Linked DNA regions of Ovis aries: region 2 is linked to region 1. The links are chromatin contacts, called in public Hi-C maps. All regions are on one chromosome and are shown on one strand. Each heading gives the region's core, a stretch centred on a gene start, on an enhancer-like site or on the middle of the called end of the contact. The rest is flanking DNA. Distances are from core to core; before and after follow the strand shown. Region 1 holds the start of LSM4 (LSM4 homolog, U6 small nuclear RNA and mRNA degradation associated). Region 2 overlaps IQCN (IQ motif containing N).

Evidence for each region. Hi-C and Micro-C count contacts between places; a contact is called where the count stands out from the background.
Region 2: a Hi-C map of mesenteric adipose tissue shows a contact between it and region 1, with 2.2 times the contacts expected there. The contact joins the enhancer-like site here to the promoter of LSM4 in region 1. A contact is called at or near these places in 5 of 16 Hi-C or Micro-C datasets (blood, hypothalamus, mesenteric adipose tissue and 2 more).

What each region holds. Positions count from the first base shown.
Region 1 is chr5:4,668,240-4,674,899 of ARS-UI_Ramb_v3.0, reverse strand. It overlaps LSM4 (LSM4 homolog, U6 small nuclear RNA and mRNA degradation associated), which reads right to left and starts at 3,605. Exons shown (of 5, transcript XM_027969413.2): 1 at 3,405-3,605. It overlaps PGPEP1 (pyroglutamyl-peptidase I), which reads left to right and starts at 3,838. Exons shown (of 4, transcript XM_042249626.1): 1 at 3,838-3,893.
Region 2 is chr5:4,731,197-4,737,856 of ARS-UI_Ramb_v3.0, reverse strand. It overlaps IQCN (IQ motif containing N), which reads right to left. Exons shown (of 3, transcript XM_042249628.2): 3 at 1-6,532. The coding sequence starts at 6,502. Among named protein-coding and RNA genes, the nearest start is that of CIST1, 9.0 kb to the left of the region's middle. Within about 2 kb of position 3,521, at least 11 of the 54 cell types and tissues checked have an H3K27ac peak or open chromatin away from gene starts, as enhancers often do. A contact at or near this core is called in hypothalamus, where this site is marked.

The DNA.
Region 1 (6,660 bases), core at 2,356-4,855:
AGAATGGCAGGTGCCAGGCACTGGGGGAGGGGCGAATGGGGAGTTGCTTTTTCATGGATACAGTTTCAATTTTGCAAGATGAAAAGAGCTCTGGGCCTTCCCTGGTGTTGCAGTGGGTAAGAATCTGCCTGCCGATGCGGAGGACACAGGTTCAATCCCTGGGAGGATTTCACATGCTGCGAGCAACTAAGCCCGTGCGCCACAACTGCTCAGTCCGTGCGCTGCATGTAACCACTGAACCCACACGCCCAGAGCCCCCGTACCACAGCAAAGAGTAGTCCCACTCACTGCAACCAGAGAAAGCCCAAGCAAAGCGACGAGGACTCAGCGCAGCCGAAAAAGTAAGAGTTCTGAAGACTGGTTGCACGACAATGTGAAGAATGTTCTTTTAAACATTGCTGAAATGTACACTTGAAAAATGGTCAATTTTATGTGTGTTTTACCACAATAATAATATTAAAAAAATCTAGGACTTCCCTGGTGGTCCAGTGGTTAAGACTCACACTTCCATTGCAGGGGGCATGAGTTCAATCCCTGGTCAGGGAACTAAGATTCCATATGCCATGTGGCATGGCCAAAAAAACACAAAATCTAGTGGTGTTTTTCAAAGAAGAGAGTGTCCCTATCATCTTTATTTCTGAGTAGTACAGTTCAGTTGCTCTTTGTGACCCCATGGGCTGTGGCACACCAGGCTTCCCTGTCCATCACTAACTCCCAGAACTTGCTCAAACTCACGTCCATCGAGTCAGTGACACCAGTGGAGGAAACGTGGAGGTGTCTCCCTCCCACCCCCACTTCCACCTCCCCCACATCTTGGTTCCCTCCCCAAAGGCCCCACTGCCATCAGTTTCCTACTCTTCCTTCCTCAGATATTTTCTGCATTTGCAAACAAATCTTTTTTGACATTTGTATTTCATTCCAACAATGCTTCCACACTTAAAAAAAAATCATTATGACTGAATATATATAACACTTAACACTTCAACCATTTTAAAGTGTATCATCCAGTGGTATCAAAGACATTCACCATGTTGCACAACCATGGCCTCTTATCTAGTTTCAGAATGGTTTCATCACCCTCAGAAGAAACCCTGTCCTCATTAGCAGTCACATCCTATCCCCCCTCCCCTAGCTCCTGACAACTACTAATCCACTATCTGCCTCCACGGATTTGCCTGTTCCGGACATTTTCTATACTTAGAATCATACACTATGTGGTCTTTCCTGTCCGACTTCTTTTATTCAGCATGATATTTTCAAGGTTCCTCCAGGCAGTACCATGTGTCCATGCTTCATTTACTACTGAGCAGTATTCCACTGTTGGGAATGATGGAAAGTAAACTTTTTTTAATCTGCTAACGAGCATTTGTTTTATTTTCTCCCTTTTGGTGATCCTGAATTGTACTGTCATGAACATTCAAAAACTTTCACAGTATTTGGACACTTATTTGTAATTATTTTGGGAGCATCCCTAGGAGAATTGCTGGGGCCTTCGGTAACTATGTTTAACCTCTTAAAGAATGGCCAAACTTTTCCACAGTAGCTATGACTTTGCAGGAGTGGCTTTCCAATGTAACCATCTTTTTTTTTTTTAAAAAAAGCTCTCTATCCATCCCCTTCCCTTTACCTAGGGCTCTCACAGGCCCTGCGCTGCTGGCTACACTGTTGTAAGCCAGACTGTGAACTCACAATTTGGCTCTTCCAGCCAACTTTCTTTCACCCCGCTTGTCCCTGAGGACTCAGTTATTCCTGATCCATGTCCCAGCCCCTTCCATGTGTGACTTGGGACAAGCAACTTAGCGGCTCTAGGTTCCTTTTCCTCACTTGCAAAATGGGATAAGAACAGTTCCTCCCTCCGAGGCTTTGTGATATTAAAAACAAACACACACACACACACTAGGGACTTCCCTGGTGGTCCAGTGGCTAAGACCCTGCATTCCCAATGCAGGGGGCCTGTGTTTGATCCTTGGGCAGGGAACTGGATCCCACATGCTGCAACCAAGTGTATGAACGCCACAGCTAAAAATCCTGAATGCCACAACTAAAGGTTCCACATGCCACAGCGAAGGGTGAAGGTCCTGAGTGCCACAACTAAAACCTGGCACAGACAAATATTTTTTTTAAAAGACCTTAAAAAAGAACACTAGTGATATGCTTAAGTGGGCACTGCATCCACTGAACACGAGCTTTCATCCCCAGTCACTCGCGGCAGTAGCTTGTGACTCAGTTTCTCTGATCACCATTGACTCTGGGTGTTAACAGTTTCCCTGTATTACTGCCCCATTGCAATGGGGGGAAAATGACACCCACTGTGGCTTCTCTCTTTCCAAACCCCCAGCTTCTAGCAATGCATGCACTTCATCCCAGACACTTATTACATGTTTGAATGATAAAATCTGATCTTGGTTAAGATTTTAGTTCTGTTCTCTTCTTCCCATTGGCTGAGGTCTCACTCCCAAGCCAGCCCAGGCAAGATCTCAGATTTTCTGAATTCTACCTGAAGCTGCCAGAGACCAAAATAGCCACTAAGTATGTGATCTCGGGCTTGAGTTTACAAACAAGGCTTTGGGCAGTTCAGAGAATGCTGCATTGGGTATTCTGAGGCCTGGGTCAGAGACTGACAGTCCTTGGTCAGCACCCTGGTTAATCCAGGCCAAGGCTGCTTGGAATGAGAGGTCAGTGACCCAACTCCAAGGTCCAGCCCTGTTTCTAAGGATGTGGCCAGAAACTCAGCGTTATTTTTCTGGCTATCTTGGGATGAATTCTGACCTCTGATGAACGTGGACTGGGGACCTACTGTGTGCCAGGCACAAGGCTCTAATGGAGACATGCCCCTACTCTGGAATTTAGGGCAGGAAGTGGGAAATAAATCAGAACAGCAGGGCCCCTAAAGGGATGATTTCTGAATGTGATTGCTGCTCTGAAGAGAGTGGAACAAGGAAATGAGATGGACCTACTAGGGTGGTGGTGAAGTGGGATAGGGATTTCAGCCGAGGTGAGGCGGAAACCTAGGAGGAGTTTATGCTCCAGCTGAGTTCTGAAGGAGAGGCATTTGGTTTCGCAGGAATCTTCAGAACACGTTCCAGGCAGAGGGAACAGCAAGTGCAAAGGCCCTGAGGTTGGGCCCTTGGAGGACTCCTGGGGTTAGAGCAGCAGCTGTGTACTGGAGAAACAAGCAGGGGAAGGCCTGGTCTCTGGGGCCACATCAGCCTCCTTCTCAACGTAGGAGCCTGCTTAGGGCACCACCCAGCTGTGCAGTGTTTTCACTTTATTTCCTTCCCCCCGCCTCAAACTCCTGGCCTGAATGCCGCATATGTAGCCCCAGGAGGCTTCAGTTGAGTGGCTTTCCGAACTATGCCTCAGCTTTCTCTATCAAAGGGACGGGGAAAAAGAGCCTTACTCACAGGGAGATGGAAGGGGGGCTCCGATATAATTCACAGCAAGCGATCTGTGAACATTTGTGGACTAAATGATCAGCTCGTCCCCAAGGCATGACTCAGGGAGTTCGAGAGGCCACAGCCTGCGAAGCGAACCGTCCGAATCCTGCAGGTGGGGAAACAGGTTGGGAACGACGAACAGCCACGCACTTCTCAGCGGAGAGTTATGGACGCGGCGCGCACGCTGCGTCTCGGGCCCGGGCACGCGCACGCTCGGCTGCCCGAACGGGGGCGGGGCCTGGCGGGGGCGGGGCGGGGCCGGGCTCGAGGGCGGGGCGGGGCCGGGCTCGGGGGCGAGGCGGGGCCGGGCTCGGGGGCGGGGCGGGGCCGGGCTCGGGGGCGGGGCGGCGCGGGTCCGAGCCGCGGCAGCTGACTCGCCCGCGCAGACCGGGAACCGGTCAGAGGCACAGCCTGAGCCCGCCATGGAGCAACCCAGGAAGGCGGTGGTGGTCACGGGTACGAGGGCATCGCGCGGATGGCGGCCGCGGTGGCGGCGTCCTGGGGCAGGGCTGGGTGGGGCGGCTCGGGAGGCGGCGAGGCGCGTCGCGCGGAGGGACGCGGCGGCCCGGGTGGGGCAGGTGCTAGAAGTCGCCTCAGATTTGGAAGGTGTCATCGCCCGAGGGAGCCCAGCGCAGTCCGCGCGAAACGGAGAACGTGGAGAAGGGGGCGCCCCTGTGGTCCCACTGTCAGGGGTCGGGGCAGCCAAGGACGTGGGGGTCCTGGCAAAGGCCCTGCACGGAGCAGGCCCCTGGGCGTCCTTCCTCTCCCCGTTGGGGACACTGACCCTCCGGACACCTGTTTGTTGTGTCTGCCCTCCCGAGGTCGGGTTTGACACCACCCCCGGTCCCAGGGGACAAAGGTCGATTTGCGGGCAGGAAGTGCCCCGGTGACAAATGAACGTCTTGCCAGACACTGCTCCCCGAACCCTGCGCTAATGAGGGGCTGCTCCCCCGAGGCGGGGGCAGGCGGAGTTCGGGGAACTTCGGGTTGCCGGCCGTTCTTCCGGTTGTTTCAGGGACTGTCTTGATCAAAATCTTTCCTGCCCGGGCTGTTTGTGATTAAGCCGGCTTCCCCCCACCCCCCCCCCACTCCTCTGTCGCCAACTCCCCGAAACTAACTGCGCCTCCCCCTCTGAGAGACTCCGCCTCGGAGCCTCGTGGGCGTCAACTTCCGCCGGGCCTCTGCGGGGGGTGGGAGGGGGACCGTCGCGAGGGGTGAGAGTGAGAAATCCGGCCAAGATTCAAACAGGTGGTGTGTGGCCCAGGAAGGTCCGGGCTGGTCCTGGAATTCCCAGGAAGATGGAAGAAGCCACTTACCTGACAGGTGTGTCAAGTTGCCGGAGGGTCACTCTCCCCTGCAGCCCTCCTGTGTCTGCTCGTTTATTACTTTAGGGCTAACTCTGGCGGCGGCCCTGGGAGGGACATTTTTCTGGCCTGAGGTTATTACATCTTTACTGTCTCATTTTGCAGAAGGGGAAACCGAGGGTCACAGAGGTGCCCTTGTTTGTCAGTGGCTGAGCTGGGACCCATATTTGGTCCATGCAGGAGGAGGAAAGGGGTAGAGAGATTCTGGCCCTACATGGGGCCCCCCTGCTGTTCCAGCCCATGTATTCCTCCCAGGGCCATGATACCACCTGGGGCACTTGGCCCAGCTGGAGTGACCCATGACACGTGATCAAGGACAGCCTCTCTTCAAGAGATTTATGTTTTAATGTGTTTGGGTTGGTCAGAAGAGGCAGGCCACAGACTCTGCTGGGTCTGGGTTTGAATCCATGCTCTTCCTTCTCCTTGTGTGACCTTGGACAGCTGGTTTCACCTCTCTGTGCTTCAGTCAGGAAACACCCTTTGAAAGGGAGGCACAGGGGGGCTGAAGGCCACAGGGCATGAGCACCTGGGACATCTTCAGGTACAGTCTGGTTTGTAAATAAATGGGGCCCAGTGACTAGGGAAGAGGATGAAGGGATGGTGCCTAGACAGCCTGACCTGGGAGATACCAACGTACCTTCCTGAAGGGCCATTCCTTATCAGACCGTGAATCATGGAGCACCTCCAGCCCTGTAATTCCAGAGTCCAGGAAAGGTGCACAAAGACAGTGATGAAACAGTTATATTTGGGGATCAAGGATAGGGGAAGAAACTGAGAGGGGAAAAAAGTCAGCCTTTTCTGGAGCAAAAAGGGGGCGCTGGCCCCTTGCCGACACAAGATCAGGTGAGAGTGAGAACAAGATAGGACTCACAACTTCAGTTAAGAACAGTTATGTGGCAGGGCGCTCTGAAGGGACCACTGGGTGCACCCCAGAACTTGGACAAGGCCCCTGGCATTGTCCCCGGGGAGGGCTGCTCCCGAAGCTCCGCGCTCCGTTCTTGTGGACACACGCAGCCGCCTGGCCCTGGGCAGGCCAGGAGGGGCCTCTGGGTGGTGATGTGCTGCTTTTACTTTTTTTTCCAGGATTCGGCCCTTTTGGGGAACATACTGTGAATGCCAGCTGGATTGCGGTCCAGGTAACTGAATCCAGAGGGGAGGAATCAGGCTGGGCTTCCCCTGGCAATATTTGGTGCCAAAGAAAGCAAGCAACCTACGAAGAGAGCGTCTCCCGTGAAGCTTCCTGGAGAGAGATGTTACCAGTCTGACAGATATTCCTGCTCAGATAGTTAACTGCTCTAATGTTTGTTGAGAGCTTGTTCTGCGCCAGGCATTTTTTCTGCCTAGAGCACTGAATTCTTCCAACAACCCTTAGGTGTGTTTATTCTTGTGCCCACTTTACAGATGAGGAAACTGAGGCCCACAGAGAGTTATTTGAGGTCATCCAGCTCAGAAACCAGAATGGCCTCTCTTCAAGAGTTCCCATGCCCCAGCCAGTGAATATTGGGAATTGTGGCAACCTTATAGAAGGGATTGCAGTGATCTGTGTTGCCTCTGGGCAGCTGAAGCAAAGACTGCATATTGAGGGCAGGGAGGGGGGAGTCCTTCCTGTTGTCCCAAGCCTTCTAGTTTCTTTGTCAGCTGGGGCATTTGGAGAGACAGACTAGGGAACAATGGGCAGAGAGAAAGAGAGAAACGTTTTCTCCTTATATAAATCAGATCTGCAGAGACTCGAGCCAAACTAGTGTTAATCCTAGCCCATTAGCTGCTTGATTTAAAGCACCCGCCCGCCCCCCGCCCTGGCTTTCCACTCCAGAGCCCTGAATTTGGAGAAAAAGCCAAGTTGAAACCTTAGTGTGTCA
Region 2 (6,660 bases), core at 2,272-4,771, 63 kb before region 1:
GAGACACATCTGGGAGCATGTCGGAGGCTATGGCATCCTGGGATCTGCCCACAGACATGCCCCTGAACGGAGACACACTGGCTTCCTGGCCTAGACAAGAATCCTCCGCCTTGGCCACAGGTGCCTGGTAGAGGTTTGGAGCTGAGACGATGACAGCAGGTTGTTCAGTTACTCTTGGGTGCCTCCCACCAATACCAGGCAGCTGATGAAAGCCCAGGGCCACCTCGCTGAACTCAGGGGCCTGGGGATGCGGGGCCACCCCTCTAACCGTCAGAGGATCTTGACGTGGGTCCACCCTAGCAGACACGGCTGGCTGGCTCAGACCCTGGCCCGCGCCATTAGCCACTGATGCGTGTGGTGCACCCGAGGTGACCTCAATGGCTAATGATGAATAGTGCTGACTGGGAGCCACTGCATTCACCCTCGATGATGGTAAATTTGGACTCATCCTGGGGGCCCAACTCGGCTCACTCATAGCACAACCTGCACCACTGATCACAGGTAGCTGGGCCAGGCTGGGGGTGCCCCTAGAGGCCACAAATGGCTGGGCTAGGCGGGGGCCCACCATACAAGTCACAGAAGGCTGGCCTAAGCTAGGGGCCATCCCACTGGTAAAAGATGGCTGGGTGTGGCAGGGGGAAACTCCAAAGCTCAAAGATGGCTGGCTTAGGCTAGGGGCCACCCTGGTGGTCATAGGTGACTGGGCTAGACTGGGCTCTACCCCAGAAACCTTAGATGCCTGGCCTAGGCTGGGGACAACCCCACCAGTCACAGATGTCTGGGTTAAGCTGCGGGCCACTCCACTAGTCATGGGTGGCTGGGCTAGGCTAGGGGCCACCCTAGTAGTCATAGCTGGCTGGGCAAGGCTGGGGATCATCCCAGTGGTCACAGGTGGCTGGGCAAGTATGGGGGTTGCCCCACTAGTCACAGGTGGCTGGCTGAGCTTGGGGGCCACCCCACTGGTCATAGATGGCTGGGGTAGGGTCAGGGCCAGTTTGCAGGCCATCAGTGGCTGTGAAAAGCTGGGAACCACCCCCTCAACCATCAATCGCTGGCCTAGGCTGAGGGACACCTTCTTGGTCCTGGACATCTGGCCTAAGCTGGGAGTCCGCTTATTGACCACCGATGGCTCAGATAGGCTGCTGGTCATTCTACTGGCCATGGAGAGCTGGCCTGGATTTGAGGCCACCTTACTGGCTACTATAGGCTGAGATAGGCATGAGGCCAACCTACCAGCCACAGACGGCTGCTCATAGACAGTAGAGGCCACATTACTCAATGACAAACTTCTGGCCAACAGATTCCCATAGGGTGCCTGGGACAAACTCTCCTTCAGATTCATGGAGCTCTGATCTGAGGACACGTCTCCCTCATCCTCTGAGTCCCAGTGGACACTCAGCGTCATATGATTGGCCAGTGAGCTCTGATGTAGAATGGGAATCAGCTCTGGGTCTGCAGAAGACTGGTCATGGAGGCTTGGGGCCAGGTGCCTGTGACCTGCGCCCTCAGTCTCTCCCACACTCCTGGGTCCCTGGGACCTCTCTACGGCCTCTGCAGAGAGGAGAGCATTTAGATCAAAGTCCCTGTCCAAGCTGGCTTCCCAGGGCTCCTCCTCCACCACGTCGACAACAGCCATACTGGCCATAGACGTGGTGGAAAGGCTGAGTGAGCTGCAGCTGCGCAGTGAGCTCTGGGAATTGCTCATATCTAGGCCGTAGTCTGTGGAGCCCTGGGAGGCGCTTCTGCACAGCTCATTGTCTGGACCTTGCGGCATACTGGCCACCAGCTCACCAAGTATGTGGCCAGTTATCCCCTCCTGCAGGCCATGTGCCCTGGAAAGGCTACCCCGAGTCTGATTCTTCTCCTTCCCAGGGATGGCTGTTCGGGAAAGGGTGGGTGTCAGCTTATTGCCTGGGGAGGCTTGGAACAGACCGGGATCCACCTGATCCCGTCGCTTGGGCGCCGAGCAACGACCAGGAGCCACGGAGTCGGGCCACGGACCTGCGCTTATGGTGCAGGCCTTGGGGGCGTGCAGCTGTGCCTTGCTCACTGTGGCGGCCTGTGGCGGAGCTGAGCTCGTCTCTTTGGTCACCTGCCTAGGGCCCTTGCAGGCTCGTTTATGATTCGGGGACCGAGTTCTCTGCATGGTCTCCTTGGGGACCACAGGTAGCTGTTGCGGAACTTTGGCCCCTTGGGGCTGGCCCCCACTGGGGGGTACCCTGCTGATCCCTGAGGGCTGACACCAGCAAACAGACCCCCCATAGTTGGCGGCACAGCTGTGGGAGTGGGTGCCCCTCCCACGAGCTGCGGTGCTGGGAAGCTTGCCCGGTGCTAGCCTGCACTCCCCTGGGGATGCCCTTGTGTGTGGGGCCACCCTGCTGACCTCGTGTGGATTGTGGGCGCTTGTGGTTGAGCTGTCAGTGGCCAGTGACGGCCGGCTGGTGCTCGGGCCCACGCCATTAGCAAGGAGTGGCTGCCACAGACTGGAGGACGGCTGCTGGTGGGGCATGTTGGGCAAGTTGGGGTCTACGTCACTCACTGTGGGGCCGAGAGCTGATGCCAATTCACTCGCCCTGGGGTGCAGGCACACTCTTTCCTCACAGACCCTGGGGGTCAGGTACAGATTTAAGGGGCTCCTGCTGGGTCCCATCTCCCATGACAGAGTGGGACCCGGGGCAGAAATAGGGGGATACTGGTGAATGGTGATCACTCCAGCAATCAAGGAGGCACCTACCGAGACCACGGATGAGCAGGGTGGCCCCCCGAGCATAGCCCCATCCCCCCTCTCTTCCAAGAACCCGGAGGGCCAGCCTGTGACAAAACCCTCCCAGGCCCCACCCCAGGGAACCCTAACCTTGCTGGGCTGTAGTCTCATGGGGCCCAGGGTGGGCCCCCACACGGCCGACAGGCTCCCCCTGCAGTCCACCTCCACGGGGGCCGGCATCACAGTCATCCCACTTCCCACCGTTTTTGAGGTAGCCTTGGGGAGGCCGACTCCAGACCTCAGGGCTGCCTGAGAGAGAGATTGGCTGAGGACTGCACCCAGCTCACCCTGACACAGGGCTTGGCTCAAGGTGGCACGCTCCTCCTCCGTCAGGGCTTTGCTAAGCACGTCCGCCAGTCTGCTCTGAATGGCCTTAGTGAGCTCGCCCCGGGACAGTGCGCGGGACAGGCTGGTGCCCAGCTCGCCCCAGGAGAGTGCCTTCACCAGCACCGTGCCCAGGATGCCCTGGGGCAAGGCCTTGGCCATCGTGGCTCCCAAGACTTCTTTGGACAGGGCCTGGTTCAGGGCTGCCCTCACTTCCCCCTGGGAGAGGGCTTTAGCCAGCAAGGCGCGGAGGTCCTCCTGGGATCCCAGCACAGCAGCCAGCTCAGCACACAGGGAGGCGAGCTGGGAGGCCGCTAGCTCCTCCTGGCTGGGCGGGGGTGCGCTGGTGGTTGACGGCTGGGCCCGGGCAGCCCTGCTATCCCCCCAGGAGTCAGCGTTGCACGTGGTGTGGCCAGCAGAGGCCAGCAGAGGCACCAGCATGTTCTGGGTCTCAGCGGCCCCCTGGCGCAGGCCCAGGGTGGCCTTGCCCTGCACGTAGCTGTGGGATGGGAGCTGGCTCAGTAGTCTGTCTTCTGGCTTGGCTCGGGGCAGAGCGCCAGTGTGCTGGCAGGGCTGGGTGGAAGCCTTGAAGCCCACCAGGAGTGGCTGCGACTGCGTCTTGCTGCTGAGTTCAGCAGCCTGGTGGGCCGCATAGAGGCTCTTAGCTGTATCTGTGACCAGCTGGGCCTGGGACTGCGCCTTTGTCAGTCCGGTGGGGAGGTGCCCTTGGGACTGCACCTTGATCACTGCCGTGGCCAGCTGGGCCTGGGACTGCGCCTTCATGAGCTTGGCGGGCAGGTGTGCCTGGGACAGCGTCTTAGACAGACACACACTCAGGTGTGGCTGGGCCACGGCTGCTGGCGGTTGGGCCGGTGGATGTCCTTGGCCCTGGGCCTTGGCCAGCTTGGCAGACACGTGCTCCTGGGGCAGGGCCTTAGTCAGCTCAGCCAGCAGATGGGCCTGAGGCAAGCCTGTGGTTGAACAAGGGGCCAGTTGCGCTTGAGGCAGACATGTGCTCAGAGGCGCCCCAGCGGTTCTCGCAGGCCCGTACATCCGGGATTGAACCTTCAAGGCATCCGTCCTCGGATGTGCCCGCTTGGTCCTGTCGTTGGCCACTTTTGCCCAGGTCAGCTCCCCGGGCATTTCCACGGCCATACTGGTGTGAGACGCGGTTTCTGTTTTGCCTTGTTTCTGGGAGAAGACCTTGATTTTCTCGCCTTCCAAAGGAGGCCCGGCTGGAGGCTTGGGAGCCCCAGCCCCCAGATGCGATGCGGGAAAGCATTCCACTTTTCTCTCTGTCAAGTATGAGCGGGACGAGACCTTGACAGCCCCTGTCGCCTGTCTTGCGTTCATTGCGCCCCTGGCCTTTGGTCCACTTAGACACGTGTGGGATGAGGTGTCGGAAATTCCAGCTGTCGCCGCTGCTGAGAACGGAGGCTTGAGGTTTCCAGCTGCTGAAGGGGGCAGGCACAGGGTTCTGAGGATGGTGGCCACTGAGCGTAACTGAGCTGGAGTCTTGGTGATCATGGCGGCCAGGCGCGTCTGGGGAGGAGCAGTTTTCGCCGCCGTGGCTCCTTGGAACATCTGATGAGATGGGGTCTTGCTCATTGTAGCCATCTGACACGTCTGCAGTGGGGTCTTGGTCCCCATGGGTGCTGGGCGCGTCTGGGGCGGGATCTTGGTCGGCAAGGGCACTGCACACGGCTGGGGCGGGACTTTGGTCGCTGTGGCCGCAGGCCGTGTCAGAGTTGGAGACCTGATCATCGAGGCCAGGAGGCATAGCTGGGGTGGGGCCTTCGTCATCGCGGCCTTCGCCGGTCGTGTCTGGGGTGTAGTGTTGGTCATGGAGGCTGTTGGTCGCATTGGGGCTGGGGTCTTGGTCCCTTGGGTCGCCGGGCAGGGCTGGGGTGAGGTTTTGGTGATGGTTATCATGGGCCCTGGGCATGGCTGGGGTTGGATCTTACTCATCATGGCTGCCAGGCATGACTGGAGTGGGGTCTTGGTCGCTGTGGCTGGTGGGCACGTCTGAGGTGGGATCTTGGCCACTGGGGCTGGGGGGTACACCTGGGGTGGGGCCTTGGTTACTGTGACAGTTGGCATTGGGCATGGCTGGGGTAGGGTCTTGTTCATCATGGCTGCCAAGCACGACTGGAGTGGAGTCTTGATCGTGGTGGCCGCTGGGCATGTCTGGGCCGCGGTCTTGGTCATGGGGGCTGCTGGGTACGTCGGCGGTGGAATCTTGGTCATCGCAGCTGCCAGGTACATCTGGGGTGGGGTCTTGGCTATCGTTACCATGGGCACCGGGCAAGGCTGGGGCGAGGTCTTGGCTATCGCGGCTGCCGGGTACATCTGGAAGGGAGTCTTGATCGTGGTCATAGTGGGCCCTGGCTGGGAGAGGGTCTTGTTTATCACAGGTGCTGGGCCTGTCCGAGGTAGCATTTTGAGGACCTCTGCTTCCATGGGGGCCTGGGTTTGGGTCTTGAATTGTCCTTGAACTGCCTGGGCGCACCTTCCAGATGGTGGTGGCCCCGTGGCTCCTGCCTTGTCGGCTCTGGCAGTTATTTGCTTGGTCTTCATCGTGTCCCCTTCTACTTGGACAAGGCAGGTACTCCTGACAGTTCTTGTCATCAGGCACGGGCGGCACTTTGCATCGAGACTCACGGGACAGGGAAGTTTGATGGCGACTGTCTGGTGTGGCAGGAAGGTGATGCTGGGGCCTCCGGCAGAGCACATCCCAGGTGGTGACGTGCCCTGGGACTGGAGCAGGGCCAGTTGGTGGGTATAAGCGGCCAGGCTGTCGGAGGAAGGGAACTGGGTCTCCTTGCTCACCATGGTGGGCTGGGCTAGAAGGGACTTGCCCTCTTCCGGATGCTGGAACCGCACCTGCTGGGGCGGGTGGTAAGGGATGTCCCCCTCCTCCACCTTTGCTTTTTTCTCCATCGTCTTGCCAGACCGGAGGAGGCGCCTGGTGTTGAAGCGTCGCCAGGCCTCCTGGATGGCCTTGGCCGCCATCATCTGGGAGATGAGCTTCTGCCGGAGGCGGTACCCCCTCCAGTTGGCTTGAATGAGGGTGGCTGCACGGGACAGCATCATGTCCATTTCATCCACCAGGACATTCCTGAAGGCCTGGCTCTCCAACACAGCCCGGAGGCGAGGGACACGATGAACCACCGTCTTGTCCTTGTCACGCTGTTCCAGAAGGGTCTCCTTGGAGGAAGGTGGTTCACTCTGGGGCTGTGGATGCAGTGGTTCCGGATTGTCTTGGAGATTGGGATCGGGCTGATAGGAGCTCTGCCCACTGGGTGATGCCTGCAGCCGTGAACACAGTGTCCCCATTCTGTCCTGGAAATTGGGGATGGGCTGATAGGAGCTCTGCCGACCGGGTGATGCCTGCAGCTGTGTTGCCTGCTGCATTGTCTTGGTTCCTAGGCGGGTCAGCTCTGCCTGTGGGGGCCAGTAGGGAAGTGGTCAGGGAGCAGCGTCATACGAGACACGAGGCCTCCTGGCTGGGGCGGGTACTCACCCCCCAGAACCTACATGTTCTTGTTCCTGGTATCTTGCAATCTTCCTCC